3 separate regions of the Mus musculus genome follow, and regions 2 and 3 are each linked to region 1. A link is a contact called in public Hi-C and HiChIP or PLAC-seq data. All regions are on one chromosome and are shown on one strand. The core of a region is the stretch at or near the end of the contact, and the rest is flanking DNA. Distances in the headings are between cores, read along the strand shown. Region 1 holds the start of Chrm3 (cholinergic receptor, muscarinic 3, cardiac). Region 2 overlaps Chrm3 (cholinergic receptor, muscarinic 3, cardiac). Region 3 overlaps Chrm3 (cholinergic receptor, muscarinic 3, cardiac).

Evidence for each region. A called contact is a pair of places that touch in the nucleus more often than the background predicts. HiChIP or PLAC-seq counts read pairs in DNA pulled down with a chosen protein or histone mark.
Region 2: a contact with region 1 is called in a Hi-C map of cortical neurons. The contact joins the enhancer-like site here to the promoter of Chrm3 in region 1. A contact is called at or near these places in 1 of 39 promoter capture datasets (embryonic stem cells), 2 of 484 Hi-C or Micro-C datasets (both in cortical neurons), 3 of 115 datasets of contacts at active chromatin or transcription factors (bone marrow-derived macrophages, neural progenitor cells and stem cell-derived neural progenitor cells) and 3 of 9 other capture datasets (adipose tissue, liver and pancreatic islet).
Region 3: an H3K27ac HiChIP or PLAC-seq map of stem cell-derived neural progenitor cells shows a contact between it and region 1. The contact joins the enhancer-like site here to the promoter of Chrm3 in region 1. A contact is called at or near these places in 2 of 484 Hi-C or Micro-C datasets (bone marrow-derived macrophages and nephron progenitors), 7 of 115 datasets of contacts at active chromatin or transcription factors (a beta-TC-6 cell line, bone marrow-derived macrophages, heart atrium and 2 more) and 3 of 9 other capture datasets (adipose tissue, liver and pancreatic islet).

Annotation. Positions count from the first base shown.
Region 1 is chr13:10,359,034-10,362,206 of GRCm38.p6, reverse strand. Chrm3 (cholinergic receptor, muscarinic 3, cardiac) reads left to right here and starts at 1,404. Exons shown (of 5, transcript NM_033269.4): 1 at 1,404-1,943. It overlaps Gm26861 (a long non-coding RNA gene), which reads right to left and starts at 2,728. Exons shown (of 7, transcript XR_001780860.2): 1 at 2,271-2,728.
Region 2 is chr13:10,020,871-10,023,932 of GRCm38.p6, reverse strand. The region is part of intron 4 of Chrm3 (cholinergic receptor, muscarinic 3, cardiac); the gene reads left to right. Among named protein-coding and RNA genes, the nearest start is that of Gm40665, 230 kb to the right of the region's middle. Within about 2 kb of position 1,327, at least 2 of the 459 cell types and tissues checked have an H3K27ac peak or open chromatin away from gene starts, as enhancers often do. A contact at or near this core is called in cortical neurons, where this site is marked.
Region 3 is chr13:9,928,873-9,931,611 of GRCm38.p6, reverse strand. All of the region lies in intron 4 of Chrm3 (cholinergic receptor, muscarinic 3, cardiac), which reads left to right. Among named protein-coding and RNA genes, the nearest start is that of Gm40665, 130 kb to the right of the region's middle. Within about 2 kb of position 1,406, at least 36 of the 459 cell types and tissues checked have an H3K27ac peak or open chromatin away from gene starts, as enhancers often do. A contact at or near this core is called in neural progenitor cells and stem cell-derived neural progenitor cells, where this site is marked.

The sequences.
Region 1 (3,173 bases), core at 155-2,654:
TTGTCTCTTCTTCCCAAAGACACTGTTGCATTGGTCCACTCTTATTTATTTATTTAGAGATAGGCTGTCTGTATGGCCCAAGCTAAACTTGAACTCATGGGCCATCCTGTCGCAGACTGCCAAATCCTAGGGTTACAGGCGTGTGCTTTTATAAGAATGTTATATCATCATTTTTATCTGTGTTTAGGAAAAGCCACATACTGCTGCAGCAGCAGCCTCCTTAGTATCTAGTACTTTGTTAGAGCTCGCTACTCTGTCCTTATTTAGTTACTTGACATTAGTCTATAGTAAGTAATCCCCCTTTCTCCCAGCTTCACATTCCTCTGGAGTTGTATATGAATTTAAAAGCCTGGCTAGGTTTGCCAGAAATCCCACCACATGGGAAGAGGGGGGAAGAAAGATCAAGATGGGAGTTCAAAGCAGACCCCAGGGAAGAGGAGGGCTAGAGAAGCAAGAAACAAGGAAAGAAGGAAAGAGGGAGGGAGAGAGAGAGGAAGAGCAGGAAGGGTCAGGGATAAAGAAAAAGAAACAAAGAGAGGAAGGAAGGAAGAAGGGAGAGGAAGGTAGAGAGAGAGAGAGAGGGAGGGAGGGAGAGAGAGAGAGAGAGAGAGAGAGAGAGAGAGAGAGAGAGAGAGAGAGAGAGAGAGAGAGACTAGTGAGACTGTGGTTTAATTTTCCTGGCTGAAAAAAAAAAGTGTGCACACATGTGCATATGCACGCAGACGCGTTCTTTTCAGCAGTGCTTCTCTAATTTCTCCTAAAGTGTAAACTTCTGGGGAGCAAAGCTGCCCTGTCCTCTGCTACTTCGCTCTGCATAAACAAACGCTCTTTAAATCTCAAATCGTACACGCACCATACTGTCCCCTTGAGAAAGGTTGCCAGCCGGCTCCTTTATTTTCTGGAGCTGAGGTTCACTTGTCCATAAGTTCAGTCCAAGAAATCGCATTCTTCATACCCTTCTAAGCAATTGAAGGAAACCCACTTCAGACTTCAAATGGAACACGGAAACATCTGATCAACATCAACCCTTGAAACACTGAGCGCAAATAGGGAGCACGTGAGGCCACGCTGGGTGGGTGGAAACTCCTCGCCCAGGTTCTGTGCCCGGCCTCTAGCGATCCTATCCGAAAAGTACCCAGGATCTCCCTGGGCTGGTTTCCCTCGCCCCTGCCAGGCGGAGAATACAGCCAAGCCAGCACGCGGGGAGAAGCGAGGAGCCCGCGGTGCCACTGGGCATGCTCAGAAACAGAGCAGGTTTAGGGCTCCAGCAGGCAGCTAGTGAGTTACACTGAAAGAAGAAGGACTAGGAGGAGGAGGAAGGGGAGGAGGACGAGGGCAGCAGTAGCCACGATCGCCACCACCAGGCAGAGGAAGAGTTCATGAGGAGGGACAGATCTCCTCCCACTTGGAGCGCCTTCTGTCTGCTTTTGGAGAAAAGAATAAAACATATACAAAGAGGCAGAGAAAAGGAATGAGAAGTGAGAGAGCAGGAGGGTAAAAAAAAAAAAAATTAAGGCGAGATCAGAGAGGGCTGGGGTGGGCAGGGGCGCGCAGGACGCGGGGGCGGACTAACCGAGCCCCAGTGCGGTCGCCCGGGCAGGTGCCACGGCTGCTGCCGAGAGGCGGCATGTGACGCGCGGCCGCAGCTGCCCGCGGGCGGAGCGCGCTCGGACCCGGGAGCGCAACCGCGGGCCAAGTCGGCTGCAGCCGGGAGCCCCGCACTCGCGACCGGCCGGGAGGAGCCCGCAGCTGCGCTTGCACCCAGAAGCCGGGCGATGCAGACAAGGGCGGCTCCGAGGCACGAGCGAACCTGAGGACAGTCGCTGTCTCCGAACTCCCTGCTGCGAGAGACCGAGGTTCGGTAGAGCGGACTGGACAGTCCGGGAGATTCGGGGAGGCGCGGAGGACTGGAGTGGGACAGCCACCTGGAGCACGGCTGCCAGGTAAGGACGTGCGCTGCTCGCTACCGCGCAGTGCAGAGAGGCTAGCAGCGAACCTGACCCGGTTTCTTGCCTTATCTGGTGGTGAAATAAGGGGAAAAGTTTTCTGCCTCCGTAGGAAATTTGTTTGCTGGTGGAGTTTAAAGGAAGGACTGAGGAGGGACGAAGAGAGGTGGTTTTGTCAATCTAGGGGAACAGGAACTGGATATCTGTCTGGTGAGGAGTTGGAGCGCAGGGACGAAGGGTGGAGAATGCGGAGGTGGCACCCGAGCGCCTGGGAAAGACAGGGGCAGGCGGTCAGTGGCCAAGAGAGCACCCCTGTCAGCTCACCCGGATCCCTTGGGCTTCTTTTTTCTCTCTCATAGGCAGGATCCAAAAGCGAAGAAGGGAGCGCCAGAGCTGTTTGTCTGGGCTCCTGTGTGCTGGGTCCTCTGTGGGCCTTTCAATACCGTTTTAATTTTTTTTTAGGAAAGCTAAGTCAGATCCCTGCCAACCTTGCAGCGAGGGACGACTCTTGGGGTCACTTTTCTGGAGCGAAAAGGCGGTTTTCATTCCACGCCTGGTGACCTGGGAGAGGGTACTGCGCCAGGGCGCGAGTCTACTCTGGCTCAGCCAGAGCTGCTAAACTATACCGGATCTCTTCTCCGGAGTCTTCCCGCTCCTTTCTGGCACAACCTCGTTTCTGTGCGCAGCTTGTTTCTATGTGGTGGTTTTTAAACCGCTGAGGTCAGGGAGATGGTTGACCCAAAGGGGTAGAATTCACTTGTCCACTCCACGCTTTGAGTATTGGAATTGTGACGCTGCCTTGTCTGCCGGTGTGTGAGACTCTCCTTGCACGCAAGGGTTGGAAGTAAGAGAGGAAAGGAGCATTGGGGACTCGCATCCATATGGATGCATTTTTCAAAACCGCAGACCTTGTTTTGTGGATAAGTGTTTTGAACCTGTCTGAAGTCTGTAAGCATATATGCCACCATCCACCCACCCGACTCCACTGATATTCTTGACAGGGTTTTGAAAGGGTGGCAGACTCTGCTGTTAGGGAAACTGACCACTTCATTGTGAGCTTTCAACAGATCTTTCCTTTCCCTCTTTGCCTCTGAGGTTCAACAAGATAGGAAATGTACCATTCCTGGACACACACACACACACACACACACACACACAGCACTTTGCCCCCGCCCCCACCCCTTTTTGGGTTACTATTTGAAAACAGAACATATTCTTAAAAGCCTG
Region 2 (3,062 bases), core at 78-2,577, 340 kb after region 1:
TTATGCCCTTCATCCATGAAGTGGCTTCAAGTTAATGCTTATCTGAAATCTCTCTTAGTTATTCATTCAAGAAATGACATGCTGGAAGGCAAAGCTGTTTGCTGCCCTTGTCCCATCCTCTTATACTAATGAATGTATAGTGTGTAGCCCCATGGTACGTAAACTGTAAGGAAAGCATCAGACCGTATTAAGAATGATTGATGTAGGTGTGGATGAATTTTCATGCACCTGCCAGTGACTTTGTGGAACAGAAACTCAGTTTAAGCAAACCATTTAAATCTTGTGTTTGTGCTCAATAAGCATTGGGTGCGTGAATGTTGAGCACTGATTCTCTGTCAACCCATCCTGTGAACTAGACAAAAGGCATACATGCCTCCATAAAGTAGCAGAGACATAAGGGCTTCATCTCAGAGGTATAAAGATATGTCAATACAGCCCTCTCCTGTCAGAGAACTCCAGGTTAAATGCAGTCCTTCAATTGCAAGCATTGTGTGTGTGTGTGTGTGTGTGTGTGTGTGTGTGTGTGTGTGTAAGACACCCAAGTCAAATGAAGTCATTCCCCACTGCCCAGCTAAGTGACACTAGATCTGAGTGCTTTGTTCTAGAAATACCACCTGTGGGTGGCTGCCTTTCACACAGTGCTCTACTCACAGCCTGAAGGCCTGGGGCTGAACATGCTACACTCGGGAAAAATGCATTCATTGTGAACCCTTTCTCTTCCCATCACCAATCCAGCTTTAGGCTCTAACTAAATTAGAAATATGGAAATTCACTAAATTATCTACTAATTTCTTAGATATTTTATTCAAATGGTGTGCGATAGCTATATAGGAAATTTGAGTTTGTTATGGTAATTTTAGTGTATCTGTAAAATGTACTTTGTCTTTTTTATGTAGCCAAATATTCAGATTTAACTTCAGACTGCTATTGAGGGGAGGAAGACGGAAGAGGTTTGCCTTGACCCAATAAAGTACATTCAAATAGCTTTTATATTCAGTATGAGGAGTGTGTATGGGGGGGTGTGTATGTGTGCTTGTATGTGGGTATGTGTGTCCAGAGAAGGATGTTGAATGCCCTATCCTATGGCTCTTGTCCTTACATCCTTCAGACAAGAACTCTGACTGAACTCGGAGCTAGGCTACCAACTGGCATGCCCCAAAATCCAGCCCTCACACCACTAGGCTCATAGGTGCATGTGTGGCTTTTTGCATGGGTGGCAGGGATTCAAACTCAGGTCCTCCTGTTTGTGCAACAAGCACTCTTATCCATGGAGCCATCCCCCCAGCCTCTATATTCAGTGCATTTAACACAGTCGTGTGCTAAGAGGTAGGCAAAAGACATATTTTGTTCCTCTTCATGTTCTTGGCAGGATCTCACTCTGTGCCTGCATGCTGTGCATCTGAGCAAATGCAGACTTTGAGGGGTCAGTGACTGGTTAGTTACGAGCACCCTCCCAGCCCCAAACAAAGGTAGCATAGCATGATTATGGTGGCATCATAGGAGATGAGGTATATTTACATGAAAACTGTTGGCAGAAGCTTATGGGAATATGAAGATGGAAATAACATATATGTAAATTATTCCATTTTTATCTAACATTTTAGGAGTTGTCTTCATGCTTCATAATTTTTTAGTTAACTGAAATTGTTAAATGTCTCAACATTCATGTTTTTAAAATTAGCTCATCTATTAAAAGCAATCCTGCTTTAAATTGATGTGTCTATTAAAAGAATTTTTTCAAGGGAAAAAAATTCTTTTTACTTTACAGTTCTATGTGATTATTTTATAGGAAATACTTGGTTGATAGAATCTCATGTGTGTTTTGGTAAGTTGTTATGGTGACTGATAAAAGTAAAGAAAATGTTCAGCTTAGACTGGGGAGTTGGCTCAATGGGAAACGTGATTGTCCTGAATATATGAGGGTCTGAATTCTGATTCCCAGGACACACGTAAAGCAAATGTGATAAACGGTATTCTGTGACCCCAGTACTTCCACATCCATACAGAAGGCAGAGACCAGAGACTCCCCAGAAGCTAGGAGACCAGCCAGCCTGGTGAATGCAGAAGGAAGAGAACTGGAGACCCTCTTTTATTTACTTATTTTTATTTATTTTTACTTATTCACTTTACATCCCACTCACTGCCCCACTCCCGGTCATCCACTCCCACAATCCTTCCCCAGTCCCCTCTCTTTCTCCTCTGAGCAGATGGGACCCTGGCACTTCAAGTCTCTGTGAGACTAGGTGCTTCCTGGAGACTCTCTTTTAAACAAGGTAGAAGGCAAGCGCCAGTACTTCAGGGCGCCCTCATGTGCACTCTGGTGTATAAGCGCCTGCTCTCACACACAGGAACATGCACACACACGCATACACACACACACACACACACAGGGGAGGAGGGAGAGAAGGAGACAGACAGACAGGGAGACAGAGACAGACTGATTTCTCTAAAGTGTAAAACTTTATATTTTATATTGTAGGTATTCATGTGCTAGAGCTTGGATTTCTCAAAACAAAATGGAGATAGTGTTGCATCTCCTAACCCTCCTGCCTATTCAAGAGTTTCCACTGGCAAGGGCAAAGCCTGCAGCTACTTGTCCAAGAAATAAGGGAAACAACACAGAATGTCTCATAGTCAAGTACCTAACTCTCAAATCTAAGGTTTCTTCGTACTGTCTAATGGAAGCTCTCAGATTTATTAAGCGGTACCACACCTAAGTCTAAGGGAGGGGGCAGGAGATGAAGGGCTCAACAGAGCATGGACAGATTCATCCAGAATACCATGTTTTGTCAAAGGGGCTTATCCAGCATGCACACATACTCTAGCAGAAAGGAAATACATCTTTTAAAACATATGCAGAGACACCTTGGGCTGAAGTTTAACTCCATACGAAGCATGTTATCTTGTAGCAAGGTCTTTAATGTATCATCTGTTTAATTTTATGTAGGATTTCATTTTATAGTCATTTATCAAGTGGGAGGGAAGATGACTGTGGATGGTGGAGTTACTTTTATTTAAAAAAAAAAAAAAGAGCTGAAGCAAAAGAGGTAACAGGTTTTGAG
Region 3 (2,739 bases), core at 157-2,656, 430 kb after region 1:
CCACCTACAAGTGTGCTTCAAGACATCCTGACTCTGCAGTGAAGTTGACCTAAGGTGACTTCCCATGTCATGAACATAAACCAAAATGTCTTTCATTTACTTTAATTAATCTTTGAGGATTGAGGGTGATTTCTGATACAAGGGATGCTTCAGACACTTAACTCTGCCCTTTTATCTTATAGTTGAAATCTCTTTAAATTATATCAACATAAAGTGGATTATTGACCCTTGGGATAAGTTTGCTTGAACTTTCAGAATGGCTGGTTTGTTCTGGAGATGAGTAGAGAAGAAATGTGGATTCACTAGCATCTCTGAACTTGATGTCACATTTTGTTAGCATATAATTAAACTCATTTCCCATGATCTCAGGGTACAACTGTATAGTGTGCAGAGTCACAAAAACACTGTGGCCCTCACAGAGGAGAAATGCAAAGGTTTCATTTGTTGGTTTAGATCTGGTCTGGGTTTTGGTTTCTGGCTATTTTTTGGTTTTGTTTTGTTTTGTTTTGTTTTGTTTTGTTTTGTTTGTTTTTGAGGCATGGTCTCACTGCATAGACTACGCTGCCCTTGAACTTCCAATAATATTCCTGCCTCACAATGATCGCTGTTTCCTTATACCTATGAGGTGTGTGCCAATTATTTTCCTCCTTGTTATGACAAATGCATAACAAAAGCAAGTTATGTAAGAGTTCCTTTTGGTTTGTTATTTGAAGGTGCAGTCAGTCCACAGTAGTAGGGAGAGCATGATGGTAAGGGAAACTCAGTCTCTAGAGGAGAAGGGGGAAGCAGCTGGTCACACCACATCTGCAGCCAGGAAGCAGAGACCAAGTGCTGCTGCTGAGCTGCCTGTCTCTCTTTTCCCATTCTATTCAGTCTAGGCCCCCGGGGCCACAGAATGATGCTGCCTATAGTCAAGGCATATCTTTTCTTTAGCTATACCTCTTGAAACAGTCTCACTAGTATACCTAGAGGTGTGTATCCTAGGTTATTCCATATCCAGTCAGGTGACAGTTAATGTAACTATCACTGGATTTGGTTTTATTGTTGATTTTGGTTTTTGGTTTGTTTGCTTGCTTCCTTTTTATTGTGATTGCCATAAAAAGAAATGCTTAGTCTGGAGAACTTAGTTTCTTAAATTCATTGTCATTTAAGGTAGAAACTAGATTTCATGCAGCAGATAGCTGTGTCTTGTGGCCTACATCACTACTATTTGGAATTGTCTATGACTCCCAATCAGCAGCTTTTTAGACATTGGTTAAACACACATACACTGGAAACATAAAAGATCCAGGTATGCATGCCTCTAACCCCAGCACTCAGGAGGCTTAGGCAGAACTATGTATTCCAGGCCAGCCCGGGCTATAGGATGTCTCTAAAGAACACAATGGTGAAAGGAGAGAAGGAGGAGCAATGGCAGGCAGGCAGACAAAAGACACAGCAGATCTGAAGTCTCAAAATGATGTCATCATACTCAAGAATGCCTGGATTTCTGTTGCCATGGCTACCGTCCAGGATTCAGTCAGTTCCCCCAGATTGCATCACTGGTTCTCAAATAGTCCTTCTGCCTCTAGGCTAGTGTTTATTTGTATGGTCCTTCACATCACTTGTATGTTATCATAAAAAACAGGCCTCCTCTCACCTGTAAACTTCAGTGACCCAATCTAAGCAAGCTCAGATCAAATAACAACACAACCCGCTGGGTGTGTCTTTCTTTCTCCAAATTTCTCATGTTGTTTTTTAGGAACATTTTCCTCCCTACTTTTCAAGTCACATAAATTGATTACCCCAAATGAGGGCCACACTTTGGTAGCTCAGAGTCTAGAAAAAAATGTGAATCTCACGTACTAAAAAGTGATGTCCACATTCCCAACTCCACTTAGCAAACATCAGCTAACACTCCCTGTTGTTGACTAGGCCAGCATCCCCTATTAAATTATCTGCTCTATTCTTTGGGTATTCCTCTTAGCAATTACAACTTGCTTAAACCAAGCAGATTAGCTGGAGGCATGAAGGATACAGTAATGGTCCTCCATAGGTAAGGAGGAAAACTAGAAGACCTGATTAACTGTCAATTAATCTCAAGTGAACATTTACACCTGGAAGCCTAGTACCTTATTCTAATGGAAAATGGAAGACTTTAAAACTCAGGTGGAAATTCCACATAATTAGCCCTTTAAAAATCTTCAATTATTCATAATATAAGTAACCTGACCACCCCCAAAGAGGATGAGAGAGTATAAGTAAAAGCTCAGAGTGTTAGCTTTAGATTCACTGTCGACAGATTCTAGACAGGAAATTTATATATACAGGGTATTATATATTTTCTAAATGTTTTCAAATATGTATTAATATGGATGATGACTAATAGACACATATACATATATTTAGGATTTATTTGAAATATGGTTAAATCAAAACCATCAGCATATATATTCTGTACCTATTTCATGGTGGTAAAAACAGAAAATTTACTCTCCTAGCAACTTTAATATTTACATTGGATATAAATGGTGTATTGGTTAGAGTTACTATTACATGATGAAACACCAAGCCCAAAGCAACTTGAGAAGGAAAAATTTATTTGGCTTACACAGCAACGTTGTTCATCATTAGAGGAAGTCAGAGCAGGAACCTGGAGGCAGGAGCTGATACAGAGGCCATGGAGGGATGTTGCTTACTGGTTTGCTTCCAATGGCTTGCTATCTTAGTTAGGGTTTTACTGCTGTGAACAGACACCAT